Regions from separate parts of the Capra hircus genome. Here region 1 is linked to region 2. The links are chromatin contacts, called in public Hi-C maps. All regions are on one chromosome and are shown on one strand. Each heading gives the region's core, a stretch centred on a gene start, on an enhancer-like site or on the middle of the called end of the contact. The rest is flanking DNA. Distances are from core to core; before and after follow the strand shown.

Region 1 (6,753 bases), core at 2,357-4,856, 130 kb before region 2:
TTTTGGTGACTATCTCACCTCCCATTCCTTCCAAGACCCAGCCTCAGCAAAGACCTAGACCTCAGGTAAGCTGCTTAAATGCCTCCTCACCCAGGAAGCCCTCCTTGACTCCTAGACCAAGGTTGTGCCCTCTTTACCCCTTTGAGGTCCCCGCTGCATCCAACATGGCTTCTATCCGATCTGTCTCCTCTACTGGAGTGTGAGTTCCCAAGAGCAGGGCCTTTGTCTGCCTTCACCTCTGTCTAGATCACCTTGATTGGGCCTGGTGTATGTTAGGAGCTCAAGAAATACTTGAATGAATGAATGAATCAAAAGAGGGAAAGCAGGTTGGGAAGGATGTATCTTGAAGGCTTCACTGCTTGATTAACGGCCTGCAATTTTATTTCCTGCTATTCCACTGAGCCCCCAGACTCTGCCCTGCCCTACCTCCACCCCGCTTCCCTTTGCTTACGCTGTGCCCCCTTCCTGGAAGGCCTTCTCCTCTTGTGCCCAATCTTGACACCCTCCCAGCCTGCCACCCCTCCTCTCCTCCACACCACTCCAGACTCCCACCGTCTCTCCTGGGGCTGCCTTCTGTTCCCCTGCCTCTGTGTGTCCATCCTCCCCCTGAAGAAATCAGACCCCTACAGTGCCACCCCAGAGCAGAAGCACAGGAAATGCATTGAGATGTTGGAATAGCTGCGGCTGAGACATCCTAAGACAAGACGGAAGGCCACCAGGTGTGACTCTCACTCTGACTCCTTGCGAGTCACACCTTGGATCTCAGTTTCATTTGTAAAATAAAGAAAATGGGCTGAACTTTAAAATACCGTGTTCTCAATCCTGGGAAGAAAAGCGGGCTTAATCCAGATATAGCCGGAGCTACCAGCTTCAGTGGGGCAACGACCCAGAGATGGATGGATGGATGGATGAGTTATAGCTTCATTCATGGAGTTCATGCTATAGGCCAGACCTCAGAATGGACATTATCCAGACACTGTCTCATTAATCTCAGAGTAAGTCCATAAAAGTAAACAGAACCTCAGAGAAGTTAAGTCATCTGCCCAAGGACACCCAGCGTTTACGTGACAGCTAGAATCTAGGTCTGTCTGAATTTAAGGCCTATGTTTCTCCACCAGAGGATGCTGCTACTCGGATGCAAGGACGGGACACATTTTGAAGGTTTTCAATGAACAACTCAGGGGAAATTCCACCTCTTTCCTGAGAACGCTGCCCCACCAAGGTTGTAAACACATGTGTACGTGCACACACAGGCACACGCCCAGCCATGGCACGGGACTCTGGATCTACAGTTTGCAGCCTGGGTATGGATGCTGCCTCCACTAACTTTGGAGACGTTCCCAGGCTTTCTCAGTTTCAGCTACTTTAGCTCCAGCAGAGGCATCACCCTGCTGTTGGGAGGCTCACCAGGATAAAGTCTGGGCCCCCAAGGCCCGACTGGTACACAGGGCGCCCTCAGGCACTGGGGGCTGCCAGCATTCAGCGCCCAGTGATTTTGCTGTCAGTGCCAAGCCCTTGCACACAGGTCACAGTTGTCTGGCCTGGCCAGGCAAGGCCTGAAGCCCCCACCCGTGGGAAAGGGCCCAGAGCGCTGGGCTTCCTCCCATTTAACCTCAGCTTCCGCACTTTATCGGCCCCACACAATGGGCCTGGGGACCACTCCCGCCCCGCCCGCCTGCCACCCCAAGGCTCTGCACTGCTGGGAACCAGGCTCTTCCTTCCACTGCTGGGAGGGGGTCATCTTCTCCAGGGCCGGCTCTCATCAATCAGCCTGAGAGAGGGGCCGGGGAGCTCAGGCCCTGGGGGTCGGCCCCCAAAATAGTCAGCGAAACCCACGCCCCACAGGGGTGCTGTGTGCCAGAAAGAGATGAGATGGAAAGTCAGGGCTTGGATTTCCAGGCTCAGCGTGGCCCCCAAGCTTCCTGTCTCCGGGAGCTGCAGTGAGGCCTGCCTGAGGCTCAGCACACAAAGCGTCTCTCCTTCCCATCTACTCCCCTGCGCTGCTCCTTGGCTCCTCCGTGCTGAAAGGTGACTGGAGACGAACCCAGGACCACTCAGCCAGCCCTTCACTCCAGACAGTCCCTGAGGCCCGCCCAGTTCCCACTGGGCCACCTCCGGGGAATGGAGGAATAATTACTGTTTATATTGTTATTATGACTATTACAATAGTCACGGTTAAGAGTTAAACGCTAAACTGCCTGGATTTGAATCCTAGCTCAGTCACTCATTAGCTAATCAACTTGAGCCAAATTATATCCCTTTTCTGTGCCTCGGTTTTTTTATTTGTAAAATGAGGATAGTAACTGGACCTCTCAAAGGGGTGTTACATGGATTAATGAACACCTGCAGAAGTGCTTGATGACTTGTAGCTATGGTGGTATGAACTGAGACTGTCTCCTGCCATATCAATAAACAAGAAATGTCACAGCCATCAGTGATCTCTGGCCTCCAAATGTGAACGAGGGCTCCCGAAACTGCAGGCCAGGGGATGCTGCCCACCCCCCCAGCACACACACACACCACCACCAACACTGACTCTGAGGAGCTGGGGAACGCAAGAAGCAGCCATCTGCCAACTCCTAATGAAACAGGATCGGCCCCAGTCAGCTGAGGTGCACACGCAAGGAATGAATTCAGTGAGCCCAGAGGTTTGCATCTTCCCATACATAGAATGCTAAATTTCTTAACTTGATCTTTGATGTTCAGACTGTCTGCAAACTTGTATATAGCTTGACTTCCCCTCCTGTCTCCTTGGAGCAGTTTTCTCAGATATACTAAGATGCTATCTCCCAGGCTTGGAGTCATTCCCACTGAACTAAATAAGTCTCTGCTTTCAGGTTGTGACTATATTTTTTTAGTGGTTAGAGCTGTTACTCACTACGTGCCAGGCAATGTGCTACAGTGCTGTGTCATACTTTAATTTAACCTTCTCAACAATTCTAAGAGCTTTTTGCTGTTATTTTCCCCCCAGTTTACAGCTGAGGAAACTGAGGCCCAGAGGTGTGCTAAGTCACTTCAGTCATGTCTGACTCTTTGTGACCCCATGGACTGCAGGCTGCCAGGCTCCTCTGTCCATGGGATTTTCCAGGCAAGAGTATTGAAGTAGGTTGCTATTTCTATTTGCCTGGGCTCTCGGAGCTGGCCAGTAGCAAAAAAAATTTCAGGTCTGGCTGCAGACCCCACCCATGACCGAGGGGTCTCCTATAAGCAGGGCCTCACCTGATTCCCCCTGCTGGTCCTGACCTGACTTCTGGGGCCACGTGGCCATACCTGGCTCCTCTCTCTGACCCAGACCATCTTGGCAGACCACATGGAACTTTGCAGAAACACTGGGACTAAACTCTACACTTATTTGTTTAGACAGAGGAACGAATCCTTTAGGCTTTTTGCAGGCAGGAGGCTGGAAGATGCTATCATGCCTTGGAGCTGGAAGGCGTCTTAGGGGCTCCCTTGTCTGAACCACAGCCTAGATGGGAAACTTAGGGCAGCAGGGCAGGCACCCTCCCCTGGCAGCCTCTGCCCAAGCTGGCTTCCTGCAGGAGGGAGAAGGAAGCACCGCCAGGGAGGGGCCGCAGCCTCTTCTCCCTGCTGTCAAGGAAGGGCCCATGATTCTGGGCTGAGCCAGGCCAGGCTGGGGTGAAATTCACAGATGCTCTTGGAGTGTCCCTGGCCCCCAGGAAAAGGACAGACACAGGCCCAGAAAATCTGTCCTGCTGGACCCTTTTGGGAGCAGCTGGCAAGGTGCGGGTCTGGCAGCAGAGGGCACTGTGGGACAACTCAACCCAGCGCAAGAGCCAGCCAGCCTCAGGATACCCCATGGGATAACCCCAGGGGATCTTCTCTTCTCTAGACCTCAGGCAGCCCACCCGTAAGATGATCCTGGCCGAGTGCTCCATCTCTCAGGTCTGTCTGGTTCAGATACTCCTAAACACAGCAGCGGGGAGGGGTAACTGTTGCCTCTGTGACAGATTGCACTATGGCCAGCCTCGGTTTAGCCACACGGCAGCACAATGACTGGCCGAAGGCCACAGGAGCTCTGTCTGGCCCTCCTGGGTCTCATTGTATCACAGGATCACTACTGTGGGCACAGAGCTGTCAATATACTGCAGTTGTCTTGAATCCCTGGGGCAACTCCCTGAAGACTTAGCCACTCTTGTTTTATAAGAGAAAATCAAAGCTCAGGAAAAAAAAAAAAAAGAAGCTCAGTAACTTGGCCAAGGTCTCAAGACCAGGAGGGAGGAGGCAGAGCTGAGACTGAACCCAGTCTGTCTGACTCCACAGCCTGAAGACCTCACCCCTCTCCTCTTCACCTCCTGCCTGGCTCTGCCTGGAAACTGTGGTTAGTTGGCATCCATGGACCCTCCCTGAAAAGCCAGGCCCAAACCGGGAAAATGGAAGTCACAGGAAAACCTGCCGCCTCCCCCAGCTGCCAGTCCCCAACCCGCTGCCCCTCACCTGCTAGGGGTGTGCAGGGTTTAGGACGGGCTCAGAGAGGACTGGACAAGGTGAGGCCACTGTCCAGCTCCATCGTCATGTGGCCTGGGACAAACCCTTCTCCCTAGGCTTCAGACTCCCCACTGTGAGATGAGTACAACTGGTCCCAGCTTGCAGCAGTGCTGTGAAGGCTAGAAAGGCGGGGGTGGTGGGGGGCTGGGAGGACTGCTACTGCTCTTGCTGTCCTCCTTTTTCTCATCACAACCATTGTCGTCAGCATGATCCCCTTTATGGAGGACCCAGCAGGAGCTGAGTGCCAGGCACTCTTCTGAACGCTTAACCCAAGTCAGGCTCTTTAATCTTCCCAGTAACCCTATGATAGAGGTACTATGTACTCATAATACCCATTTTACTGATAAGGAAACTGAGGCTCAGAGAAGGGCAGGGATTTGTCCAAGTCCCCCCGCCTGTGAGGGATGGAAGAGGACACCAGGGTCTCTCTCCAGCCTAGACCGCACTTCCCCTTGACAAGGGTTAGCTTCTTACTGAAGCTGGCTGTCTGGAAGGAGAAGGATATGAACAATGCTGAAGGACTCAAGGCCTGGCAAGCAGAAGCCAAGTGGTAGGGTGGCAGCCTCTGAGGTCCCTGCCAGCTAGTCACTCAAGACCAAGAAAGGAGGCAACAGGCCAAAAGAGGGTGGGGGGGTGGGAGGATGCCAGTGGGAACCTTCAGCTCCCAAAGGAGGAAGCTGGGACAGGAGAGAGAGCTGGCCTAAGCATGCTGGACTACCAGGCGGAAATATCTGCCCCCAAATTGGAGCTGAGATCAACTGGTTTGGGGAACTAGAAATGTATGTGAGAATGTGTATGAATGTATCTGTATATAAACATCTGTACTGGAGCAAGAGCAGATGGGACAGAACTTGGAAGGGTCTGGTGGAGACAGTGAGATTGGGAGGCCCAAGGTGGGTGTGGGTCCTTGGACCTCAGCCGCAGAAGAGAATGTCCAGGCCTGGCCTGAGTTGGCCTGAAGCCTCACTTCAGTAGGACAGAGATCTGGACTCCTCCCTATAGAAACTGCCTCCGAAAAAATGGCCTTAGATGGTGATACTCAAACTAAGGGAAATGTCCCAATCCCTGAGGGACTGGATTAAAACGCAGGGTCTGGGCACTGCCCCCTGGAAATTCTGATTCCAGTTTCTAGGGAGGGGAATTAGAAATCTATATATTAATGACCTATCCCCTGATGATTTCAGAGCACATCAACAGCACTTACAGATGAGGAAATAGATCCTGTCCCCTTGCCTTTGGAATTTAGTTCTAATTCCTGGACACAAAGTTTAAGGCCCTTTTCTGGAGGGCCCCAACCTTCCCTTCCAGCATAGGCACCTTTCAGCAGAAGGTGTTATCCCTCGTGCTGAGCAGCCTTATTGCTAGTGGCTGAGAAGCTGCAGAGGCTTCTGAGGCCACGTCTCAATTTGGTGGGGAAGTGTGCTGAAATCCATTAGTCATGTCTGCCACAGGTTTGGAGGCAGGAATGGCAGCATGCATGTCATGCATCAGCCATCCATGAACTTTAGAAATCTCTTGTTCTAGCTAAATTAACTTCTGCAGAGTTTAGTCCAGGTCATGTTCTTTCACAGTATGCCTACCTCATCCTCTCTGTTTATTCTAAACCTGTTCAACTTTCAAAGCCAAGCGGAGGAGCATCTTTTGCTAGAAGCCTTGCCTGGTGGCCCTCTGTCCTGGGGTCTCTCCTCCCCGCACCCCCCTCAGCCTCACAATAGTTGTCATAACAACACCTTGCACCACACTGACTGTTAGCACCTCCACAGCATTTGCCTGGCGCCTAGACTAATGACATTAGGCACCAAGTTCTTTAGAAAGTGAAGTGAGAGTGTTAGTAGCTCAGCCGTGTCTGACTCTTTGTGACCCCATGAACTGTATCCTCTGTCCATGGAATTCTCCAGGTGAGAATATTGGAGTGGGTTGCCATTCCCTTCTCCAGGTGAACTTCCCAACCCAGAGATGGAATCTGGGTCTCCTGCATTGCAAGCAGATTCTTTTCACTGTCTGAGCTACCAGGGAAGCCGCAGGCTCTTTGGGCTCACCCTCAATTGCCACGGGTTGTAAGTGCTATTAATCTCTGCTTTTCAGAGAAGACACTAAGGCTCAGGAAGGCTGAGTGGCTCACCCAAGACCACATAGTAAGTGAGGGACAGAGACCAGATTCAAACTGGCTAGTAAGCCTCAAGGGCTTCCCAGGTGGCTAGTGGTAAAGAATCCGCCTGCCAAAGCAAGAGATGCAGGTTCGATCAC
Region 2 (6,351 bases), core at 3,105-5,604:
TTTATTTGGCTGCACCAGGTATTAGTTGTAGCGTTTAGGATCTTTGTTGCTGCCTGTGAGATATTTTTGGTTGTTTTTTTACTTGCAGTATGTGAGATCTAGTTTCCTGACCAGCGATCGAACCTGGGGCTGGCACAATAGGAGCGTGAAATCTTAGCCACTGGACCACCAGGGAAGTCCCTAGGAATCTGTATATTTAACAGGCTCTCCAGATGCTTCTAATTATTGGCCACATTTGATAACTGCTGATAAGACTCCTCGTTCACAAGCAAAGGTCATTTGGTGTACAAAGAAAACCAGCAGCCTGGAAGAGGGCTGATTTTGTCAAGGAAACAGAGTTAATGCAGGAAACCAGAGGAAACTTTTCCAGTGTCTGTCCTCAGAGAGAGTTGAGAGGAGGCTACATACACAGAGCAAGAGGTTCCCCACCCCACCAGGTTCCTGCCCGCCTGCTGCTCACTCAGGGCACAGTCACTGGTTCACGCTGCAACCTTCCCTGATACCCACCCAACCCAGCCTGGAGGCCGTGGCTGGGCAGGGCGTTCACTCCCTGCTGGGCTGGACTCTCCCCAGTTTCCCAGATCTGGCAAGGAGATTACTTCAATAGAGGAATACAGGCTGATACAAGGAAATAGTCCCACCACACTAGTAAGGAAATGAAATGAGTTACAAAGCTGTACATACAATAGGATCTCAGTTTTGTTAAAGTCAGGCAGGCGCACACACACAGAAATAAATCTGGAAGGATATAAACCATGTTAACAATGGCTTTCTCTGGGGCTTTTCACTTTCTTCTTCTCACTATGTTCAACAATGAATACATCTTACCATGATACTAAGGAGGAAAAACAATGAAACACATTTTTTACTTTTTAATCAGGACACAGCTAAGGTACCAAGGCCTCTGCCACCACAGCTCCCTGCCACTCTTTCCTGACCATCCCAGCCCCACCAACTCAGATCATCCCAGAAGCCTCCCTTGCCTGGTACAGCCCCACCTCCCCATGGGGTTCACGAGAACGGCCTCTAGCAGTTGGGAGGCTTAAATGGGATGACAGAGGGAAAGCACTTGGCATGTGGCATGGCGAAAGAGAAGCATGCAGTAAACGGTGGCAAGTTAATTCCTCTTACTGTTACCGTGTACCAACTGGACGCATGAATTCCAAGATGCCAGATCGCAGGTCATTCCTAGGGGCCAAGCCACTGCTTTTCCGTCACTCCTGCCTCTAGAGAAGAGGCAGATTGTGAACACCCAAGTGTACTGATAGAGGTAAGCCTCTCAATAGGAGAGCCAGAACCCCAGGGAGGGTGTAACTCCTTCGGTGCCCTGTCTTTGAAATGTGGGCAAAGTCCACTTACGTTGTGCTAACTACTTCATCCTTCATAAAGAAAATTGTATAAAAGTTGTCTTGTACATGTACACGTATGGCTGAATCCCCTCACTATTCACCTGAAACTCCCACAACATTGTTAATCAGCTATATCCCAATACAAAATGCTTTTGGTGTTAAAAAAAAAAATCTGTTTTGAAGTTTGTTTGTTTGTTTTTTAATGTTCTAGACATGGCATCTCAGAAGGCTTGAGCTTAGGCACCAACTGGCTTACTGGGAGACCTTCGTCTCTATATCTCAAGTCTTCAGAGAGGAGATATAACTCCCTCCCCACACAGCTGCAGAACCAGTGAGGAGACAAGGGCTGCGAAGGGCTGCATCTTAGATCAGGGCTAATTATCTTCACTCTGGGGACTCTGGGAGCTGGCTTTGCCCAGACCATTGGGAAGGTTGCTGCCCCGCTGTTAATGGGGGAACTCGGCTGTGCTATCTAGGGGTTTGGGAGCAAGTGCCTACTGCCCACTTCTTTCTACCTCCAGTCCCCAGGGCAGCCCTGTGAACCTTCTGAGAGCCAGGTAACTCCTGGAGGAGAGAATCCTTCCACCCCTGCTGAGGGTCAGGTGTCCACGGGAGCCACCACACTGCTGCGCCCAAGGTGAGCCCGCAGGAAGCCAAGGCCCCCTGGGCTGACCTGCACCTGTCTTGTCCCTGAGCCAAAGAAAAGAGGACCCAGATCTCAAGATATAGTAACAAGACCTTGATTTAACGCTGAGCAGCTCGCTAATGGGAAACTCAGAGTGGCAGACCAAATCTCTCAAGTATTAACTGGGAACGATTATTCCAGCCAAGAGGGCCAGCAGCAACTACCCTGGACACCAATGGCCAAGCAGCAGGTGGTGTCCAGAGGCTTGCTCGGCCTGAGCCTGTGCCCTGAGCCCCTCCTGGATGACCACAGGAGGCAGGTGCTCCCGGCCTCACCTACCCCCTAGGGAGCTGCCCTCTCTGGGCATGCGGGCAGAGCGAAGCCACCTCGGGCGGCGCACTTACCAAAGGTGGTGAGATAGAAGGACAAGCCCGGCTGGGCGCGCCGGCTCCCGAGGGAGACGCGGTGCAGGGAGCGCTCCATGGCGGCGGCTCCGCTCCGGCCGGGCCAGGGAGAGGGCGCCTGTAACTCGAGGCGTCTGTGTTGCTCCCAGTAACCCAGGCAGCAGGTTTACCCGCCCCTGCACCAGTGTCGCTGCCGCCAGGCGGGAGACCAGCTGTAGCACACGTTTGAACCGGCGGCGCGCCGGGTTCTGATTGGCCCGCGCGGGTTTGAATGGGGAGATTTCCACCTGACCGAGCCGCCGCGGGCAGAGGGGAAGGAGGCGACCGCGGGCCCTCTGCAACAGCAGCACGGTGGCCGGGACAGGCCAGGGACCGCGGTCCTCCAGGTGGAGCCGTGGACGGACGACCCTACCGGGGATCGGGGCTCTCCGCCCCGGGCTGGGCTGCAAGTACCAGCCCTATGCCGGCCGGCGACTCCTGACTTGCCCACGCCTGGCACCCTCAGACCAGCAATTAGCCAGGTTCAACATGCTTTGAAGTTCAGACCAGTAATCACCCTCCCTAAGCAAGGACAGAGGAGCACACTCCTGGCCCAATGCAGTGGGAACTGAAAAAATTTTCTGCACGTTTGGACCCCTGACCACCCACCGCCCCCTGCCCCCCACCACCACCACCAGCCAGGCTGCAGGCCCCTTCCCTGACCCCAGCCCCTCTATCTCTTTCTTGAGCCTTCTCTTGGATGCGAGCAGCCTGGCACAGGTCCAGACCAGAGCAGCTTCCTCCAGCCAGCCTCATGGCCCACCATCTGCAGCCTGGTGCCAGGAGACAGGAGGACAGGCCCCTAGCACCTGAGAGGACAGAAATGCACAGTATGGTGCGTGGGGGGTGTGGATGTGCTCAGTAGTATCTGGCTCTTCGGGACCCCAAGGACTAGCCTGCCAGGCTCCTCTGTCTATGAGATTTTCCAGGCCAGAATACTGGAGTGGGTTGCCATTTCCTACTCTAGGGGATCTTCCTGACTTAGGGATCGAACCCACGTCTCCTGCATTGGCAGGCGGATTCTCTACCACTGCGAAGCCCACGTGGAGGGATAGGCCCTTTGAATCTCCCGAGTGGTGGGAGGAAGCAGAGCTGGAAGGAGGGTCAGCCCCTGTGCTGTTTTGTCGGCAAACATGCATGGGATGCCTCTGGGAGGAGTTTCACACCAAGACATCTACTCTGCAACCCTCTGTTGCTGCTGAGGGAGAGAAAGCTGCTGGTCTTATGTAAATCTAAAAATGGGGAGTGTTGCAAGTTGCCAAATGGATATTTGTGACTCACTGAGCCACTCAAGACAAGATGGGGGGGATGCAAGAGAGAAAGTGGAGAAAAAAGCTTTATGTATTGAGGACGTAGCGCCAGTGGCTGAGCTGTACAATTTACAGCCATCTTCTCGGTTAATCTTTACCAGTTACTCTAGGAAGTATTAGCTCCAATTCACCAGGGATAAATCTGAATCTCACACAGAGAGAACAGATGACTTGTCCAGGGTTGGCAGAGCTGAAAGTTGAGCCCAGGCCTGTTGGTCCCAAGGACCATCCTCCTTCTGTTCTTCCTTGGTCTCCATGCCTGCCCCATGGCCAATGGCAAGAGAGGGTAGCAGACCTGCCTTCTTGAGGCAGGTAAGGAAACTGGATGCCACAGGGCCAACTGGCCACCAGCGGGGAGGAGAAACTGGAGAAGAGCCCAGAAATCTACAAACTAGTGGTCAACTGCAAATGACTCACGTAACGGCCAGCGGATCATGTGAATCCTGGCTCATTATAAAGCCCTTTCTCCTCTCTCTCCACACCCACTTGTTGAGCACTGCCCATAGCAGGGACAAGCCGATTCCCTGGCCCCAGCCCAGTGGTAGACAGACTTACCTGCATCCTGGACTTGAGTGGGCCTGATCTTTCTCCTGGCTGGGGAAGTCTGAGTCCAGGCATCCTTTCTGGCCAGGGAGATATCCGGGCTCTGCCACTCCATGCAGCCAGGGAAAATAGGCAAGTTTAGGCTCAAGCCATAGGATGCAGACAAGACACTGAGGCTGAAAGTGCTGAGGACCTGTGGAAGCAAGATGGGAGCATGACATGGCCTGAGGACGTCCCTGAGAGAGGGGTTCACTCCAGTAGGAATTAGAAAGTATGGTATTCCAGAGCCTGGGGAAAGGGAAGTCCATGAAGGGAAAAGTGACGAGCCCAGGGGACAGTGGCCCCTTCAAAGCTCTGCCAGGGACCACTTGCACTAGGGAAGACCACCTTGACCTCAGGAAGCTGTGAGCAACCGGCAGGTGCACATTCTATTCCGGTCCATTGAGCTGTTTGTCTTCTTTCTACATCATTTTAGGACTATTTAACATCTGTTAAGTCCTGCATGCATGTGTGTGTGCTAAGTCGCTTCAGTTGTGTCCAACTCCTCAAGACCCCATGGACTGTAGCCCACCAGGCTCTTCTGTCCGTGGGGATTCTCCAGGCAAGAATACTAGAGTGGGTTGCCATGCCCTCTCCAGGGGATCTTCCCACCACAGGGATCAAACCCACATCTCATGTCTCCTGCATTGGCAGGTGGGTTCTTTACCACTAGCGCTACCTGGAAAGCCCCAGTAAATCCTAGTCCCCCTCTATTATTATTTTTCCAAATTGTTTTAGATATCAGACCAGGTGACATCTTAGAGGTACTAAGGTACAGCCAGCAGGAGGGCTGGGCAGACTTACATTATCCGTATGCGACCTGGGGGAGAAAAGACGGAGGCCCACACGGGGCCCTTCACCCCCACTGGGGTCAAGGTCCTGCTGCCTCACAGTTTCCCTCATGACTCCTGCCGCGTCAGCAACTAACCTGTTTAGCTGGGAGACCCCAGTGCCACTCTGATACTAATCTAACTCCTTTAGTAGAGCAATGAAGCTTCCTTCTCTTAAAGGGGAAGGTTGTTCTTTTCTCAGGAGGGGGAGGACAGAAGTGGGCGGAGCCTGGGCAGCAGCACTGCAAGAGACACTGGCCCTTTAACCCACACTGCGGTCGACACGGGATGTCCAGAAAGGGTTGCCATTTGTGGCCCTGCTTTCTCCAAAATGGCAAGGGAGTGTGAGAATGAGGCCTGGCTTTGAGACGTGCCCTGAACACTCTAGCTCTCCCTGGCCATGGGCCTCAGTATCCCTCTTATACTTATACACACTCCACACATACAAACTAAACACACACAATGTAAACACTGCACACACACACCCCTACCATAACACTTCTGATGTACATTCACAAATACACCAGATATACAAATATACCGCATAGATACACACACCACATACACACCTCACACATATATACAATCATATCTCTGGACATACACAAGTGCACAGCCACATGCTACACACACACACACACACACACACACACACCACTTAAATGTCCTATACACATACACCACACCCACATATAAAGATTGATTATAGATATTTTTAAGACTGACTCCGTTTCTAGAAAAATAAGGACTTCTCGTGTTTGGATGGAAGAGACTAGAGAGATTTATTTGGGTGCATTTTCACATTAGCTATCAAAGAAACCTAGTGCCTTTAAGATATCATCTGACCTGATATTCAAAGCAATTTTGAAAAATAACAATAAAGGGGATAAAGACTACCAGATGTTAAATAGTCTTAAAATAAAATAGAAAGAAGACAGATCAATGGAATAGAGTAGAAAGTTCAGGGAAAACATGATTTGATTTAGAAAACAAGAACAATTTTCAAAATTCTTTAAAGACATTTTAAAAAGTTAAAAGTGGAACAGCTAATGCAGATGAAATTTTAAAAGGAAATAATAAGGTTAAAGTTGAAACTTATCTTTAGAAAATAGACTTCAACAATAAAACCATGGCCTGGTTCTTTTCAAAGAACAGAATTCTGGCAAAACAAAGAAAGCTATAAAGAAGCAAGTTTAGGAAAGAGAGAGATAG

Evidence for each region. A called contact is a pair of places that touch in the nucleus more often than the background predicts.
Region 1: a Hi-C map of blood shows a contact between it and region 2, with 1.9 times the contacts expected there. The contact joins the enhancer-like site here to the promoter of RGS3 in region 2. A contact is called at or near these places in 4 of 5 Hi-C or Micro-C datasets (blood and liver).

What each region holds. Positions count from the first base shown.
Region 1 is chr8:102,521,579-102,528,331 of ARS1.2, reverse strand. The region is part of intron 19 of RGS3 (regulator of G-protein signaling 3); the gene reads right to left. Among named protein-coding and RNA genes, the nearest start is that of RGS3, 130 kb to the right of the region's middle. Within about 2 kb of position 3,606, at least 3 of the 5 cell types and tissues checked have an H3K27ac peak or open chromatin away from gene starts, as enhancers often do.
Region 2 is chr8:102,396,220-102,402,570 of ARS1.2, reverse strand. RGS3 (regulator of G-protein signaling 3) reads right to left here and starts at 4,354. Exons shown (of 23, transcript XM_018052634.1): 1 at 4,283-4,354.